2 separate regions of the Mus musculus genome follow, and region 1 is linked to region 2. The links are chromatin contacts, called in public Hi-C maps. All regions are on one chromosome and are shown on one strand. Each heading gives the region's core, a stretch centred on a gene start, on an enhancer-like site or on the middle of the called end of the contact. The rest is flanking DNA. Distances are from core to core; before and after follow the strand shown. Region 1 holds the start of Nkain1 (Na+/K+ transporting ATPase interacting 1). Region 2 overlaps Nkain1 (Na+/K+ transporting ATPase interacting 1).

Region 1 (4,113 bases), core at 318-2,817, 34 kb before region 2:
ACAACCTTGGGACTCAGAGATGGCTTTTTGTGAAGACACTTGCTACTGAGTTTGAAGACCTGAGTTTGATCACTGGGACCCACATAGAGGAAGCTAACTCCTACTCATGGTCCTCTGAGAGCCACAGGGTGCTCTAGCATGTGTCAACCTAAACACAGACATACAACATAAATAAATAAAGAACAAACCTAAAAGCAGAGAGGGGCCAGAGGGCGTGGAAGCCTGGGATTTAGTAGGGCAGGATTGAAATAAATGACCTTGGACAGAGGGTAGCTCAGACTTGGAGTGAGGTGGCCAGGCCTTGGGTCTGTGGCATTTGGGACATTCAAGAGCCTGGCAGAGCTGGTCAGAGCCTAGCAGAACCCAGTCACTGTAAGGAGAGAGGCATCATGTGTCCAGTGCTTGGGTCGGTGAGGGCTTCTGAGCACACTGTCAGCATGGAAGAGAGAACTGACATGGGCTCACCCGAAGCCTCCAGGGGATCCAGTGGGGACCGGGCTGGCGCTTCCTTTGTGGGAAACAGGACTCTTTGGAGACTTTGATAAAAGCTGGGTCCCAGTCCCCACGTAAAGTTATGCTCTGGGTATAGAGTCTGGGACAGACTCCAGGAAGCCTAGCTAATCATGGAAACTGGCTGGACACAGCTGCCATTCCCTAACAGTGGCTGAGAAGAGTCCCCACTGTTATCCCAGTTGCTTTTTGGTGGTGTGTGCGTGTGTGCATGTGCTTGTGTGTGTGTTTAGTGTGCGATGGTTGATTCTGGGAATACCTGGGGGGCCTTTTGTTTTGTCACTGTTGAGAGTACTAGGATCAAATCCAGGGCTTTTCTATCCACTTGTCTTGCGTGTTTTAAAACGCGTTTATCTGGAATTTGGGAGGCTGAAGCAGGAGGATCTCTGAGAAGCCAAACTGGGGACCGGACTATTCCGGTCCCTGAGCTATGAAGAGTCAAGAGAACGGAAGACCGCTTCAAGCGCACTCTGGCTTTCATAAACCCAAGATATACCAGGTTCTGAAGGAAAGACAGAAAGAAGAAAATGTGGCCGGGAAACCAGGAGGGCTGGCGAGCTGGGCTGAAAACTCAAATGAAAATAAAGGGCAAAGTTGGAACTCCAGGGTAGGGTGGCTCCAACTCCCTCAGCTGGCCAAGCTAAGGGCTACTGTTGGGTTTACAGGACTGCATCCAAGAGACTTTTTTCCTACTTTGCCCCTGAGGCCCCTGGGCGGGGGTGGTCCAGAGAGGTAATGTGATCTGCCCAAGGTGACACGGCTAAGGAACAGCAGTCTGGACGCGACCCAGAGCTGCCAGCGCGCAGGACCCGCACTCTTCCACTTCGCTCCACGCCCCTCCCCTCCCCCGCCCCCTCGCTCTTCCGCCCCTCCCTCGCCTCCCTCCGGGGTGGCGGCCGAGCCACGTGGTGGGCCGGGAAGCGGCGGCTGCCGAGCGCCCGGGCGGCTGCCCCAGCTGGGCAGTGCTGCACCGCGCCGCGCTCGGTGCCTGCGGGGGCCGCTGCGCGCTGGCCGGCGCCGCGGGCGGGAGGTGTGCCGACGGCCGGCCGCAGACAAAGGAGGCGCGGCGGAGCCCGCGCGGACCGGGCGCACCATGCACTTGGGGTGCGGCCGGCCGGCCGCGGCTCTGGAGACCCGGCCCTAGTCGCCGGCCCCACCGCCCCGGGGCGCCATCGAGACGACGCGGCCCCGCGCGGCGCGAGGAGGAGCCATGGGCAAGTGCAGCGGCCGCTGCACGCTGGTCGCCTTCTGCTGCCTGCAGCTGGTGAGCCGCGCGGAGCGGGGTGGGGCGGCGGCGGTGCGTGGGCGCCACCCGGGGTGCGGGGTGGCCGGGCGGAGTCTGCCCCGCGCGGGCCGGCTTGTCCCTTTGTGTGCGCTCCTCGCCTCAGCCCCGCGCTCGCGCGCACGGTCCAACGCTCCCGGGTTGCACGCGTCGGTTCGCAATGGGTGCGTGGGCTCCCGCTGGGGGGCTGCGCCCCAGGACTGTGGCTCCCTTGGGGCTGGGGGTGTGTCCGAGGCTGGTCTGTGTACTCGGAGAGGTCCCTGCCCGAATGTTCCCCTCCAGATCGCTGATTCCGTGGGTACCTCATCCCTCTGGGCTCCGCCCCTGTGAGCGTTTCTCACAAAGTCTCTTTCTGCTCCTGTATTATGTCTCTGGAATGTTTTTAGATCTCTGGCCATTTCTGCTTCTTGTTTGGGTGGTGGGACCTGAGACTCTTTGAGAACCCTCGGCCGTCCTTTGTGCTGCTTTCCTGCCTCCCAGCACCCTCCTGACTGGGTGGCCAGGGATGGAGAACTACCTCCTTGAGGGGGGTGATCAGGAATTGATGTATCACGGGCCAGCCTAACCTGGCAGGCACCGGACTCACTCTGTGGTTCTCTTTAGTCTGACCACCGAGTCCTCCAGCGTCCCATGAGCCATCTGTTCTATCAGCAGCGGGTGAGGTGGGGTCAGGTAAAGAGTTCCCTGGTCCCATTGGATGAGGACACTTGAGTGTCTTGGGAAGAATCAGAGCATCTCGGGGCTCTGTGCTGGCCCCAGTTTGGGGGAAAATGAGGTCTTTAACTGGAGGGCAACAGAGTGAATCCGGAGGCTAAGAGTAGCTGAGGTCCTTGCCTATGTATTGGGAGGGTGATAGAGAAGAGACGGGGGTCTCCTGCCTCCCTTGGAACTGTGTTATGCTTCTACTCAAGACACTGTTGTGTAGGAACTGCTGATAGCATCGGGTCTGTGGAGGAGCCTGGGGCCTCATTCCTATGGGTCCCGTGGTCTGGATCTGCCTTCCGGCCAGCACCTGCTCCTCCCCACAGGTGCGCAGGGTGGTGGGAAGCTTTGAGTGAGATGTGCTGGTGGCCTCTGTCCTCTCACCTTTCCTTGAGTCACCGGCCCTGCGGCGCCTGCTGTTCACAGCATCGTCCTCTTGGGCCATGCTAGAACCTCCTCTCCTCCCACATTGGTGTGTTGGTGTTTTGCCCCTCAGAAGGCCACCTGGTCTGTCAGGCGTCATTCTCAAGGACGGCAGAGGGGCTTAATCACCACCAGGTAGGATGGAAACTCCAAAAGGGCAGAGACAGCTCATTTTGTTCCTGCTAAAACCCCAGCAGCTGGGCAGCCCTTGACACCTCATTAATATTTGTAAACTAAACGAAGAACTGGTTATTTGGCAGATCTGGGCTCACAGTAGAAATATTCTCCGTTTTCTATTTTTAGGACCATAAAAATGCCAAGAAATCTTCAAACTTTTTTTTTTTTAGAGAATTCCTTTTCTTTAATTAAAAAAAAAAAAGGTTTATTTTTAAAAATTTTGTACATCCGTGTCTGTGTGTGTGAGTGCAGGTGCCCACGGCATCCTGAAGAAGCCATCAGGCCCACTGGAGCTGGGGTTACAGGTGGCGTGTGCTTAGACTCTAACTCGGGCCCTCTGTAAGAGCAGAGCGTTCCTAACGGCTGAGCCATCTCCAGCCTCAAGGATGTCTTCCTGGTTTTGTTGGCTTGTTGTGTTTATTGTTCTTGTATGTTTGAGAAATGTTCTAACTCTTCCGTCCAGGCTGGTCTTGAACTTTGAGCCATCCCCCTGCCTCAGTACCCTGAGTGAGGCTGGAGTTTCAAGATGTCTAGCTTAAGTTTTAAACTATATATTTTTGTTTGTTTGTTTTATTTTGTTTCAAGACAGGGTCTCACTATGTAGCCCTGGCTATCCTGAAATTCACTCTATCGACCAGGCGGGCTTCGAACTCACAGAGCTCCATGTACCTCTGCCTCCTGAGTGCTGGGATTAAAGGTGTGCGCCTCTACACCCAGCTCAAACTCCTTTTCTTTTTTTAACTTAAGAGATGAGGGATGTATGTTATGAAGTGAATGAATAAGCCCTCAGAGAGTGGAGAGTATTGAGTTTCCTTCTCTCTGTGCCTGTGAGCAGTTTGTCCCTTGCTCACTCCTGAGTGCTGTTACTAATTCACTGGGTGTCAGCTACTCTTGGGAATGCTTCCCCTGCCCCCCCCCCCCCCAGTTAACTCGTTTAACCTTCATTGTGACCCAGTGATGTAACTTGCTCAAAGGGATCCAGGAACTGAGACAGGCATGGGACGACCATTCAGGCATGG
Region 2 (3,980 bases), core at 101-2,600:
TGACATGGGTTTGTGCTCTCAGGTCTCCGTCCCTCTTCACACTGTTTCCAAAGGGCGGGGACCTTGGAGTGTGCACAGAGGTGTACTAACTGTTCTGAGACGTAGAGATGCCAGTTGAGTGGTGAATTGGTCAGAGCTGGTGTGAATAGGTGATAGCCCTGTGGGGTAGGAGCAGCCAACAGCCAGAGGTGGGGATGGAGCCACCAGGGGCCCCCCTCCGACCTACAGAGGTGACAGTTGAGGTGTATGTCCATGACCCAGGAGGGCCTGGGGAAAGGAGAGGGACTGGAGGCTCCAGTTCCAATCTCAGTTGCTCAAAGGATAGAAAGCAGGGAACAGCAAGATGGCTCTGCACACAGTCACCTGAGACCAAGCCTGACAGACTGAGTCTTATCCCCAGGACTGACAAAGTTGTCCTCTGACCTAAACACACACACATGCATATACACATGCATACACACATATACATATACCACACACACAGTGCATAAACACATGCATACATACATACATACATACATACATGCATATACATACATATACCACACACAGTGCATACACACATGTATACACACATATACATATACCACACATACAGTGCATACACATACATACATATACATATATCACACACATTCATATACACATGCATAAACACATGTACATATACCACACATACAGTACATACACATACACATACATGCACGCATGCATGCATGCATGCACATACATATACCACACACATTCATATACACATTCATATACACATTTATAAACACATGTACATATACCACACACAGTACATACACACATGTATACATACATGAATACATATACCACACACATTCATATACACATACATACACATGCTCACATACGCATTCACCTACTCACACTTTTTTTTTTTTAAAGGCGAAGAGTACAGTAAGGAAAAGGGCAGAGAGTTCTTTCCTCAAAGTCAGCCAACCACCCAAGTCAGTACTGGATTGCGGAGTCCACCGATCATTGTGCATGCTGAGGGAGCCTGAGGCCCAGTAGGGCAGTGACCCTTCCGAAGTCCCCAGCAGACAGAGCCACACTCCCGACGCCACCTGTGCTCCTTGACTCCCGAGCCAATGCCCGCTGGCAAACATGGCACCTTCGTACATAGATGAAGCAGGTGGCAAAGGAAGGTCTGTTCTGCCACCTGCCTGCTGCGTGACCTTGGGCAAGTCATTTGTCCCCTCTGAACTTCATGTTCTCTTTCCTCAAGAGGACAGAAGAGTGCCAGGACTGCCTTTCTGCCAAGGCATGTTCAGGGAGAGATGAACGTGGGAAGCCTCTGACCATCTGCAGGGCCCTGCGAGGGTTGTCACCAGCGAGAGGCAGATGGGAAGGCGCCAGGCTTGAGCCTGGCGCTACCAGGCTCTCCTCATGGCCTGCCCAAGCCTGCAGCTTCTTTGGTCTCTGCCCAAGCTGTGCCATCTGTGTGGTGACATCAGCCTGTATCTTCCTGCTGTCCCGGCAGGAAGAGACTCTGGGATCTCTCACTTGACCCAGATCCCCCCATAGCCATTGCTGAGCAGACCCTCTGCTCCCCTCTGTGGGGGGTAAGAATGTCGATGCTGTTTTCTCATGTCCCACAGTCTTTCTCATGCTAGACAAGTGCTCTTGCACTGAGACCCATTATAAAATAATTACTTTTATTTATTTGGGGTAACCCTTGGACTGATCAGAGGACACATTGTGGGAGCTAGTTCTCTTAGCAGCTGGATCCTGGCGATCAATCTCAGGGAGTCGGGCTTGGTGGCAGCCGCCTTTATCCTCACCCCATGACTGTTTGTCATGAGATGGACTCTCCAGAAGGAAGGAGAGGGCAGGACCAGGGTGACTCAAATTCTCACCCTTCCCCCAAAGCCACAACCAGGCATAGAAGCCTTGATGTCCTCCTTGCTGTTACCGATCTCTTTGGGGCTGAGGGAGTGGGTGGCTTCGGGTCAGTCTGTCGTCTTCAGTCTACAGTATGAAGGATGAGTCTCTGTCCTGTTGGGGGGCAGGGCAGTTGTCTCAGCCTGTCTCTTCTACAGGTGGCTGCACTCCAGCGGCAGATCTTCGATTTCCTGGGCTACCAGTGGGCTCCTATCCTGGCCAACTTCCTGCATATCATGGCTGTCATCCTGGGCATCTTTGGTACCGTGCAGTATCGGTCCCGGTATCTCATCCTGGTATGTCCCTTTCCTTGCCACTGCCTCTCCAGACACTGTTTCCTACCCATAAAGCCCCAAAGGACACAGATACCCAAATGTCGTCGTCGTCGTAAGTGTGCACTCAGAACGAACCAGGGTACTGTTTTTCATTAGAGAATCTTCCCAGAGGATAATGTAAATGTCAGCTGCCCAGGGTGGTCAGGGCCTAAGGGCACAGATCTACATCTGTGACAACAGCCCCACCGCCTCCCCTTTACAGTGAGGAATCCAGACTCAGCGTGGTTAAGTCTTCCTAAGGACATATAGCAAAAAAAGGCAGGTAGAGGCAGACCTGGAGTGAGGGCTCCTACACTGTCACCATCCTGCTATGGGGACAAAAAAGGGACCATACACCTATGTTCCCCAGGGAGGCAAGGAAGCATCAGGGAGTCTTGGGTTCTGTCCCTACTGCCTGATGTTCACTGAGGATATGGTCTGCCAGGCGTGGTGATACATATCTGTAATCTTAGAAGCTGGGAGACAGAGACGGTATCATCATGAGTTCAAGGATAGCCTGGGCTACACAGTGAAATACCCTCCCTATATTTAAAAAAGAAAAAAAAGACAACATAGTCTGAAGGTACTGGTAGCGTGGCTTCCCCTCCACTGCTCATAGTCTTCTGGACACCTAGTCTCCGACATCCTCGGCCTGCTGCTGCTGCTCCCTGCTGGTCCCTGGTGCCTCTTCAGGGGGCCATATCTAGGGAAAAGGCTTTTCAGTAGATTCGCCTGCATCCATACTTGGTGACTGCAGTAGCATGGACATGCAGGGCCAAGCTACAGATGACCCATTCCCGCTCATTCCCGGTCATCTCCTAAAGGCCCAGCTCCGCCTTGCCGGTTCTGTTGGCAGGTGCCCTCACCCTCTGAGCCCTGCAATTTGCATGTTTAAGACTTTAGTTATTTATGTTTAATTATGGAGGGGTACACTTGAGTGTGGTTACCTGAGGAGGCCAGAATAGGGCACTGGATCCCCTGGTCCTGAAGTTACAGGTGGGTTTGAGCCCTGGATTTGTGTTGATGCTGAGAAAGTTTTATTGCTGAGCCATCTCTCCAACCCCAGTTTGTAAATTTGAGGGGGGAGCGTGGTCAAGACAGGGTTTCTCTGGCTGTCCAGCAATTTGCTCTGTAGACCAGGCTGGCCTGAATTCAGAGATCTGCCTGCCTCTGCCTCCAGTGCTGATATCAAAGGCGTGCCGCACCCACCACTGTCCAGCCCTGATTTGTATTTTTTTTTTTTTTTTTTTTTGGTTTTTCGAGACAGGGTTTCTTTGTGTAGCCCTGGCTGTCCTGGAACTCACTTTGTAGACCAGGCTGGCCTCGAACTCAGAGATCTGCCTGCCTCTGCCTCCGGAGTACTGGGATTAAAGGCGTGCGCCATCACGCCCGGCCTGATTTGTATTTTTAACAGACTCCTCAAAGTAATTGCAATATATCTAGAGGAGCTTCCTCCCTCTCTAAGGCCCTGGGCTAAGGGCCAGCCCTGCCTCCTAGCTGTGTGATGCAGAGAAGCTCAGACAGCCCCTGTGTCTTAGTGAAGGGGAAAAGATACACCGGTCTGCTATGCAGGACTATGAAGGATGGGTGTGGACTTGTAACCCCCAGTTTCCCTTGAAGTCTGTCTCCATTGACTACATAACCCTCCCTGTACTCACTGCCCCCCCCCTTACTCACCTCTACTTTCTGCAGTATGCAGCCTGGCTTGTACTCTGGGTTGGCTGGAACGCCTTCATCATCTGCTTCTACCTGGAAGTT

Evidence for each region. A called contact is a pair of places that touch in the nucleus more often than the background predicts.
Region 1: a Hi-C map of cortical glia shows a contact between it and region 2, with 2.1 times the contacts expected there. The contact joins the promoter of Nkain1 here to the enhancer-like site in region 2. A contact is called at or near these places in 1 of 15 datasets of contacts at CTCF or cohesin (the NIH/3T3 cell line), 24 of 484 Hi-C or Micro-C datasets (B cells, the G1E-ER4 cell line, the HL-1 cell line and 13 more), 14 of 115 datasets of contacts at active chromatin or transcription factors (CD8 T cells, cardiomyocytes, craniofacial prominence and 8 more) and 1 of 9 other capture datasets (adipose tissue).

The regions. Positions count from the first base shown.
Region 1 is chr4:130,571,490-130,575,602 of GRCm38.p6, reverse strand. Nkain1 (Na+/K+ transporting ATPase interacting 1) reads left to right here and starts at 1,567. Exons shown (of 7, transcript NM_025998.4): 1 at 1,567-1,774. The coding sequence starts at 1,721.
Region 2 is chr4:130,537,276-130,541,255 of GRCm38.p6, reverse strand. It overlaps Nkain1 (Na+/K+ transporting ATPase interacting 1), which reads left to right. Exons shown (of 7, transcript NM_025998.4): 2 at 2,067-2,204; 3 at 3,915-3,980. Among named protein-coding and RNA genes, the nearest start is that of Nkain1, 35 kb to the left of the region's middle. Within about 2 kb of position 1,350, at least 37 of the 459 cell types and tissues checked have an H3K27ac peak or open chromatin away from gene starts, as enhancers often do. A contact at or near this core is called in cerebellar granule neurons, cerebellum, cerebral cortex and 2 more, where this site is marked.